Regions from separate parts of the Mus musculus genome. Here all the other regions are linked to region 3. The links are chromatin contacts, called in public HiChIP or PLAC-seq maps. All regions are on one chromosome and are shown on one strand. Each heading gives the region's core, a stretch centred on a gene start, on an enhancer-like site or on the middle of the called end of the contact. The rest is flanking DNA. Distances are from core to core; before and after follow the strand shown.

Region 1 (3,292 bases), core at 20-2,519, 150 kb before region 3:
GTAGAAAACAGGACAGTAACCCTGTAATAGCAATTGCACCTTTGGGCCCATTAGAGAAAAACAGAGTAAAATCTCTGGCCACTTTTTACCAATAACTAAGTAACAATCATTTGAAAAGCTACAGGCCTTATCATCTCAGAAAGTCCTTTGCCCAGAGTGTTTACCAAACGTTCAGTATTCAGCGAGCTACCTGGCAATAGAAGGGGATCAACTCTATATGTAACGTACACTCTCACTCTCTTTGATGCCAGAGATGTGTATCCTTCACTCACGAAAGGCCCTCCAACTTGTAATAACTAAAGGGTCAAGAAGAAACCTAAGTATTACAACTGCCTATTCCAATTTTTTGGTAGTCAGCTATCATTTGTCATTATTATTAAAGGTAATACTTTGAATGCACAGCCCTTGGCTTTTATGAAGCCGACTGTTTCTTGTAGTGGTAGTCCTGCATCTTATTTTGAGGGTTAAAATTTACATGAGGACTAGCAGTGTTCACTATCCTGTCCCTTAACGCTTCTCCAGTTAAGGTTTTGCATAATTCCTGCCCTTCCTGGCCAGGATCTGAAGAGGGGACAGGACGCCCCTCTGTATAAGAGGCCAGACAAAATAGCATTTATTAACACACCTAGCTTCCATCGCCTGCTTTTGCTCCTCAGACCGCAGTGAGGTCTAACTAGTGAGTTAGAACGGGGACACAGAACTTGGTTAACTTGTCATTTATGAAACCAGTCCATGCACGGTGCAAAACCGTAAACCCACGGGGTTTGGAGCATGCCCAGGGAAGAGCATCCTCCCAGTCCACCTAGGCAGCGATGGCACAGGCCGGTGGGCGGAGCTTGCGGCACACTAGGGAAGAAGGGGCACCGGTGGGAGGAGACCTGGGCAGAGTGGAGCCTGCCGCTGGGAGTGACGAGGCACCCAAGCCAAGCAGACCAGGCAGCGCACCCCCTTTCCTTCCTCCTCAGGGGCAGGGGCGGGGCGGAGGTACCTAGTTTCTGCCCCAGGTAGGTGAGGCTGTGATAGACCTTCTCAGCCGCGGCCAGGTGCGCCAAGGCCGCCAGCAGCGACAGCCAGCTGCCCCCCGCGCTCTTGTTGGCCTCTCGTTCCTTCTCCACATTGTCCTTGGCCTTGTCGTAAGAGAAGATACCCAGGTGAGAGAAGAACGTCTCCAGCACCGCCTGTTCCACCGGCACCGGGGCGGCTAGCGGGATAGACTCCCCCATGCGACCTGCGCGCCAGCTCCACCCACGTGGCTCCGCTCGCACTTCCGGGTTCTGAGGGGGACGCGCGTGCGCAGCTGCGTGCGTGCGCGTGCCCGCGGCGGGGCGGGCGAGCCGGCTGGCGGCGGGATGCTCCCGGGGCTCGCAGAGGGCGTGGCGGAGGTGAAAGGTGGAGGTGGCTACCAAGCCTAGGAACCTGAGCTTCCAGAGCCAGAGACCTGCAGCGGAGCCACCTCCAGCCCCGGGACGTCTCCTGCCCTCCGGAGGCCCCTGGAGGCCAGCGCCTTAGCGCGGATGACGTCACACGGGCTTGACGTCAGCTCTTGCGTGTCCATCAGAGCCAGAAGCCTTATCAGCCCTTACACCACCAAGGTTGTCAGATGGAAGCCAGACAGGAGTTCATAGCTAGTCGCCTAGTTTTCAAACCGACACACGCCATCAGTTAACATACCTGGCTAAGTCAGATCTGCATGAGTCGGTCAGCTTCCAGAGCTACAACTCTCTTCAGAGTTGCCCATCCATCTCCAACTCCATGAAGCTTCCTTGCGGGGGTTCTCAGAGTCAGGAATGACTTCCCATGAAATCGGTGCATTTTGTCATGCAGTTTCTTCACACGTTCATACGACATTTAAGAACACTAAACCATCTCAGCTCACAAGTGTGCTTTGAAATATTTCACGTATAAATTGTACGAATTAGAGAGTTTCACTGGGACATTTCCACGCATGAATATATCATGCTTTGACCATGTCCATCTCTCCTTCTCTCTCTTACACTCCTCTCTTCATCTTCCTTTGGCTTTCTTCCCAGTCCCTAAAAGTCCTTCTTCTCACATAATGCAAACCTAGGAAAAATAGTCACAGGGTATGCCAGACAAAGGGCTAATGTTTTAAGTTTTAATGGGCCAAGATCTCTTTCTAACCAGTAAAAACGAGAGGTTATGGACCTGTTGAGATGACTGTGTAGGGGCACTCGCTGCCCTGCCTGAGGCTCTGAGTCAGATGCTAGAAACCTACATGAGGAGTGCTGAGTCCTGCACGTTATCCCCTGACTTCCACATGAGCACGCAGGTATACTCACACAAAAACACGTGTTTGAAAGGCTATGTACATACTAGTCTCAAGAGAAATATGAAATGCAATTTTTATACCCAATTGAACCATTCAAAAGAATGCAGGCTAACTACTATACTCCTTATGAAGTGAAACTTCTTTCTGCTGAAGGGTCTGTGTAGAGAGAGTTGGTCTTGAATAGTCCGAGGCCTCTGCCTACTGTGTGTCAATGATACCCAGACCCAAAATAAGTTTCAAATATTGTTATGTGGGCTGGAGAGATGGCTCAGCAGTTAAGAGCACTGACTGTTCTTCTGGAGGTCCTGAGTTCAAATCCCGGCAACCACATGGTGGCTCACAACCATCTGTAATGAGATCAGACGCCCTCTTCTGGTGTGTGTGAAGACAGCTACAGTGTACTTACATATAATAAATAAATAAATCTTTGGGCCAGAGTGAGTGGGGCTGGAACAAGCAGGAATGTGTGTGTGTGTGTGTGTGTGTGTGTGTGTGTGTGTGTGTGTGTGTTGTAGGGGCATGTGTTCACATGAGTGTGTGCCTGTGTGTTTGAGTGCACATACTCAGTATGTGCTTTCATGTAGAGACCGGATATTATTGTTTCAGGTGTCTTTCTTAATTTTCCCCTCCCTTTTTCTTTAACACGGGTCACTCGTTGAGCCTAGAGCCCACAGATTGTTTAGGTTAGCTAGCCTATGAGCTCGAGGGATCCAACAGTCTTGACCCACCCACAGCCCAGGTTACAAACATTTGTCTCAAGCCCAGCTTTTATGGAGGATCTGATTTTAGGTCCTTGCACAGCAGTCACTTATGGACCGACCCACCTCCCAACCCTGCCCCCACAGCCCCCAAACAAAATTTCAAGGGCTGCTATATATAGTGTGAAGGTACTCTTATTATGCACTGCAGTCATGACTATAACTTGGCTTGACATGTCTAGATTACAGATAGCAGGGCCTGTTAGTATTGCAGGTGTACACTGACTACAGTATTGACTGTAGA
Region 2 (2,885 bases), core at 189-2,688, 130 kb after region 3:
AAAAAACCCAAAAACAAAACAAAAACAAAAAAACAAACAAAAAAAAAGCCCCAAACCATTCCTTAGCCATTTGTATTTTCTTTGAGGACTCTGTTTAGTTCCATAGCCAGCTTTAACTGGGTTATTTGTTTGCTTGGTGTTTTGCTTTTTGAGGTCTTCGTATATTTGTATATAGTAGTCTTCATGGGATGCTTAGCTGGCAGAGATGGTTCCATGCTGTAGGTGCCTCTTCAGGCGATCGGCGGGTGGCTTTGTAGCATAGAAGCTCTTCAATTTTGTGAACTTGGTTGTTGGTCCTGTTTCTTGCTGTGGCCAGAATCCTATTCAGAAAGTCTACCAGGGACTATATGCTGAAGTGTCTAACAGTGAGATCTCTGGTTGGTTTGGGGTTGGGTTTGTGTGCAGTTCAGAGAAATGGTCAAGTTTCATTTGGCTGCACGCAGATGCTCCTGTTTCCCCAACACCACTTGTTAAAGATGTCATCTTTTTTCCTGTTTGTATTTTTGGTCTCTTTGTCAAAAATCAGGTGGTTGTAGGTGTGTGGACTTATACCTGGGTCCTCTGTTCTATGATATCAGTGTGTCTGCTCTTGCTTGTGTGCCCTGCTGTCTTTACTACTGGGACTTGGTAGCTTACGCTGATAGCAGCAACGGAGGAGCTGATAACAGCAACATTTTTGTTATTCAGATTTACGTTGACTAGAAAACTGGGGGGGAACCAGAGAGAACCAGTGTGTTTGGGCCATGACACAGTACGGGTGAACTCATAGTACATATGGTTGCCTGCACAAAACCTACAAGATTAAGCCTTGGCCACTCAATATTTTAGTGTGGATGGAAGAGGAGATCAGGAGAGACCTCCTCTTCCCCCAGTGGGGTAACTATTGACAGTTGATGGCTTCTGAGGGAAGTCTTGAAACAGGACCACCACACAGCATCCCCCCTCCCATGAGTTCTAGGAATCAAATTCAGGTCTTGGTAACTACGCTATCTCCCATGCAAGGCCTTATCTCTCTCTGGTATCTTTGACACAGTGTTACGTGTCTGTCTTAGGGTTTTACTGCTGTGAACAGAAACCATGACTAAGGCAACTCTTATGAGGATGACATTTAGTTGGGGCTGGCTGGCTTACAGGTTCAGAGGTTCAGTCCATTATCATTAAGGTGAGAGCATGGCAGCATCCAGGCAGGCATGGTGCGGGAGGAGCTGAGAGTTCTACATCTTCATCTGCAGGCTGCTAGCAGAAGACTGGCTTCCAGGCAGCAAGGACTAAGGTATTAAAGCCCACACCCACAGGGACACACCTACTCCAACAAGACCACATCTCCTAAGAGTGCCACGCCCATCCCAGTGTCTGGGGCTGCCCTCCAGCTCTGCTATGTAGCTCAGGAATGACTTTAACTTCCTGGTCCTCCTGACACCACTGACCACACCCTCCAAATTCTGGGACTACCACCATGAGGTCACCTCGTCCTTCTGCAGGTGGCTTATCTCTGCTGGGAGGAGAATGGACTGATTGCATAGTTTAACTGCCCCTTTGACCTTTCGGTTGAATGGGCCATAAAACCTGCATTTTTTCTGCTTCCCTTTTCCAAAGGTGTTGTTGCAGGTGTGAAGTGAAAATGTTTACTAAACAGTAAATTCTCTAAGTCCTCTGCATTTCCAGCATTGTTGGGCTGCTCTGAGTCTGTGTGGGATGAAGGTCTCTAAGCTCCCCTGCTGATTCTGTGGCCAGCATCCTTTCCTCCTTGACTTAGCATTCCTGCCCTCTTGACTGTTTGCTTCATCCACAGGGCCGTCACCCTGCAGGCTTCTCAGAGGAGTGTAGTATCTTTGCCTCCTGAGCACACAGCCTAGTGGGAGGTCACGGGGAGGTGTACAGTGAAGGCACCCAGGCCACTGGCCACAGCACACACACAGGGCCCTTCACCTGTGCTGAGACATTTGGTGTAGATAAGGTCTTGGACAAGGGCATTGCTAAGAAGATGCACTGAGAGATGGTGGGGTAGAAAAGCCAGGCTGGCTGGGCAGCCGGGGTGACTGTCACATTCGCAGGGATCAGAGAAAAGGGGCTGAGTGCCATGGAGCTTGGGCGATGTGAGGAACCAGGTAGGTACAAGCCGTAGGTTATAGTGAAGTTAGGCCTGAACTTAGTGGAGATGTACTGTCTCTAAAGCAACAGTTCAACCTTCCTAACTCTGCGACCCTTTCATAAGCTTCCTCGTGTTGTGAACCTCCTCCAACCATAAAGTTGTTTTCATTGCGTCTTCATAGCTGTGATTTTTGCTACTGTTGTGAATAGTAATCTGATAGACAGGATATCTGATATGGGCTGAGAACCCGTCTTCTTTAGCAAAGGTCACTGAGATTTCTGAAGCTGTACTCATAGCTTAACTCTTGGAGACATTAGGAGGAAACCCCTGCATTTTGAGTTTCCAGGGTTCCTATTTCCATTCGGGTCACATTCATTGTCATCTGAACGTTATGCACGTACGGCAAAAGTGGAAGCTATAATGACTATGATGAATGTCGCCTCAGCTACAAAGAAGTTGGGGATTTCCAAACATTTTGTTGTCATTAAGAGCTGTCTCTAGCCAGGTGTGGTGGCTCATACCTTTAATTCCAGCACTCGGAGGCAGAGGCAGTCAAATTTCTTTGAGTTCGAGGACAGCCTGGTCTACAAATCAGTCCAGGACAGCCAGGTCTCTGCTACACAGAGAAACATCTTCTTTTTTTCTTTTCTTTTTTCTTTTTTTTTTTTTTTTTTGCCAAAGGATTTTTTTTTTTTTTTAATTGAGCAAGGCATGACAGGTACTGCAAGAAGAGTGGAGCCAGGGAACAGCTGTTCAGATGTGCGGAACCTGCCTGCAGCAGTCCTTTACTGTC
Region 3 (3,054 bases), core at 374-2,873:
ATAACAGTTTTTAAGAAATAGGTAAGTGGGGCAGGTTTGGTGGCTTCTGCCTGTAATCACTGCATTCAGAGGGGGCCAAGGCCTGTTTCAAAAACAACAACCAAGACAAGCAAAACCAGGTGTTGCTTTGCTATGTTCCTGTACACTGTGGGAGAGGTAATAGCATCTGTGGGACACAGCAGAATTGTACAAGTGTACAATTAGTGTGTAGCAGAGCACAGCAGTTACGAGCTTGTATAACGAGGACTCTGGATCCAGATTTAAGTAGATTCAAACACCACTTAACACCAGTAACCGATTTTAGGACCTTGAGCAAGTTAAATAACTTCTTCCTGCCTTGGTTTCCCCGTCAGAAATGGGGAACAGTGGTAGCTACCTCATAACTTGTAAAGAATCCAATGAATTAAAACACAGGTCTCAGTATTAGCTTGTATTACTGTACTATCGAGTCCATACACGGCTCTCTAAAGCCCTACAGAGGGTTCATGTGTTTAGACCTGAGAAATCAGGACATGGAAATCAGAGCATATACATAAGGAACTTAATTTTAATGTAATCATGTCTAATGATCCTCATCTTCATTCCTTGAGATTACCCAAGTACCGTCATGACCAAGAAGCCTTTCCGTCATTGAGTACCTGATTTTTAAAAGCAAGCACCCAAATAATTCTCTCTAGGGAATCTCATTTGTTACAGGTGAGAAGACAGAGGGTTTTATGGTGCCTGAGTTAGTCCTGTGCCTAACCAGTGGAGTTTCCGTCTCTGTGCTTGCTAATAGTTTCACAAGTGGCTTGACTTTTTTAGAAGTATTATGTGGTATTTTACTGTGTATCACTTCTGTGGTAAACATGTGAAGTCCTTTGGCTTAGTCATACTTCATAACTTTTGAACGTTGGGTTTTTTGTTGGAAGAAACTTGGATGAATCTGTCATGTCATTAACAGAACTGAAATATTCTATTGTAAGACGTGCATTTGCGGTTAGAATGGTCTTGTTGCCTAAACTGTCTAAAATTCTAATAAAATAACTTTCTAAGAAGTCATTGGAGTGGGCCTTTTAAAATCTCCATTTTGAGTTTGATGAAAACGGATTAGAAGTGGGCAGAGATTCAGCTTCAGCCCCCTGTTTCAGTCAACGCCTCTGCCAGCCCTTAACCACTCCCGGCTCCCGTCCTCGGAGATCTGCTCGCCCTCGGTCTGGAGGGTGCCTTAGGTAGAAAGAGGAATTTGGTGCATCGTGCTTCCTTGGAAGCAAATCCTTGTAAGGAATGCCTGCTTGAGCAGGACCTGATCATACAGCAGTTTACCTCTTAAGTTGTCAAGTTCAAGTCTCCAGTGTTACCATTTTCAAAAACAGAAACTGAAAGCGACTTAAAGAGTACTGATGGCATGAACGGATACTTGCTTCACGCAGCAGCCAAGCGACGTTGAAACACAAACCCGCCCCATCTACTCTGCGAAAGCGATCGGCGGCCAGCCCGCTGTCCACGGGTGGCCGTGGGCGTCACCTCCTTGCCGCACGCCGGCCGCCCCGCACTCCCTTAGCTCCTCCCGCCCGCACTGGAGACTGCAGCCCAGCGAGCTCGGCCGCCGCGGAGTACGCACGCGCAGGCGCGCCCCGCACTCGGTCACGTGCTCCGTGGCCCGGGCTGGCGAAGCCGGAAGTAGCCTGGGGCGCGAGAAGGCCCGGGAGCCGCGGGCTGTACGCGGCGGACACTCGCGGGGTAAGAGGGGCGGGCGGAGGCCGGTGGGGGCGGACGGGGCCGGAGGGGCCGGGCGGGGGCGCGCCCAGGGGTCGGGGAGGCGGCGTGCTGAGTCAGCGCGGGGCCGCGGCCCCGGGAGCCCCGCAGCCTCGCGCTCGCCCGGGATGGGCCCTGGCGGCCGCCCGGGCACCGGGGCTGCCCTGGCCGGAGTTGACTCGCCGCTCCCACCCTTGGTCCAGCTGCCGCCGCCGGCAGTTTTTAGACGGACTGGCGTTCCCGAGGGTTGACTCACCCGAGGATACCGGCACCAGACGTTTTTAATGTACACAGCGAAATGCAAACCCCCCTGTCTTCTCGTTCCTCCCCGACCTGCTGGATTTATTTCCCGGATCCATTCCCCTGGTGTTTTCTGTCAGGCGTCCCAAGACGGATTCTCCCCCGAGAACTGTCAAAACCCGACCTTTCCCATTCCGGGACCTCTGCTATCTACGGAGTAAATGGGTGACATAGAGGGAGAGTTGGGAAATCCTGGAACTTTTGTCCCTACACCATGTCACCAGACCTGTTTTATCCTCGGTAACTTTCGCTTTAAGCAATCAAAGGAAGTAGACTGCCTACAGAATCACAGATAACTTACTTGTTGAATGCCAGATAATACACTTGTCAGGATTTGGGGAGATTTACATAGCAAGCATCCGTTGGGTGTGCTGAGTCATGTTTTAGTCCCGAGGGGGTTCCTGGAAAAGTTTCAGACCATTACTATTGCGGACCCATCTTTTTATATTGGTATAGAGAGAGAGCTTATCTTATATATCTTAGCTGATAAATATGTTTTCAGCTACCCACTAGAGACATATGCGCACTTGGTGATGAATCTGTCCTTTACAGTTATTTAACAGCAGTGCAGCATCAATTAGGGAAGGTTTCCCGTTACATATTTGGGTTTATCGCCCCTTGAATGGAGCGTACGTAGTTAAGTGGTAAGTGCATTTGTTGTTTTCGAAAAGGGTTCCTTTTTTGCTTACTTCAAATAGACAGATGGCTGTACAATTTCTTATCTAAATTACATAGGTGATAAAATTCTAAGTATAAGTACTGTGTAAGAGATTGTCGAACCTTGGACTCTTGGGCATTTCCCAGGACCCTAACTTGGAAGATCAGAGTTCTAGCTTACTGGAAATGGACTTGCTATCTGACCTCACAACAGTCTTAAAGGAGTCTGATCTGTCTGGTGTTGGTGCCATCTATTCGGTTGCATGGCCTTCTTGTGTTAAAAGTCAAGTCTGCAGTTGGTACATCTTAGGATTTGGTAATATATACTTGGTGTGTGTATATACATCCTGTCCATTTAGA

The links. HiChIP or PLAC-seq counts read pairs in DNA pulled down with a chosen protein or histone mark.
Region 1: an H3K27ac HiChIP or PLAC-seq map of bone marrow-derived dendritic cells shows a contact between it and region 3, with 3 times the contacts expected there. The contact joins the promoter of BC048403 here to the promoter of Tbk1 in region 3. A contact is called at or near these places in 6 of 484 Hi-C or Micro-C datasets (CD4 T cells, CD8 T cells, Th1 cells and 2 more), 2 of 115 datasets of contacts at active chromatin or transcription factors (bone marrow-derived dendritic cells and memory CD8 T cells) and 1 of 9 other capture datasets (adipose tissue).
Region 2: a FOXA1 HiChIP or PLAC-seq map of pancreatic cancer cells shows a contact between it and region 3. The contact joins the enhancer-like site here to the promoter of Tbk1 in region 3. A contact is called at or near these places in 1 of 39 promoter capture datasets (liver), 1 of 484 Hi-C or Micro-C datasets (cerebellar granule neurons), 3 of 115 datasets of contacts at active chromatin or transcription factors (bone marrow-derived macrophages, extraembryonic endoderm stem cells and pancreatic cancer cells) and 3 of 9 other capture datasets (adipose tissue, liver and pancreatic islet).

The regions. Positions count from the first base shown.
Region 1 is chr10:121,737,907-121,741,198 of GRCm38.p6, reverse strand. BC048403 (cDNA sequence BC048403) reads right to left here and starts at 1,269. Exons shown (of 3, transcript NM_173022.3): 1 at 989-1,269. The coding sequence starts at 1,223.
Region 2 is chr10:121,453,869-121,456,753 of GRCm38.p6, reverse strand. The region is part of intron 1 of Rassf3 (Ras association (RalGDS/AF-6) domain family member 3); the gene reads left to right. Among named protein-coding and RNA genes, the nearest start is that of Rassf3, 21 kb to the left of the region's middle. Within about 2 kb of position 1,438, at least 34 of the 459 cell types and tissues checked have an H3K27ac peak or open chromatin away from gene starts, as enhancers often do. A contact at or near this core is called in pancreatic cancer cells, where this site is marked.
Region 3 is chr10:121,585,363-121,588,416 of GRCm38.p6, reverse strand. It overlaps Tbk1 (TANK-binding kinase 1), which reads left to right and starts at 1,623. Exons shown (of 21, transcript NM_019786.4): 1 at 1,623-1,722. It overlaps Xpot (exportin, tRNA (nuclear export receptor for tRNAs)), which reads left to right. Exons shown (of 25, transcript NM_001081056.2): 25 at 1-1,037.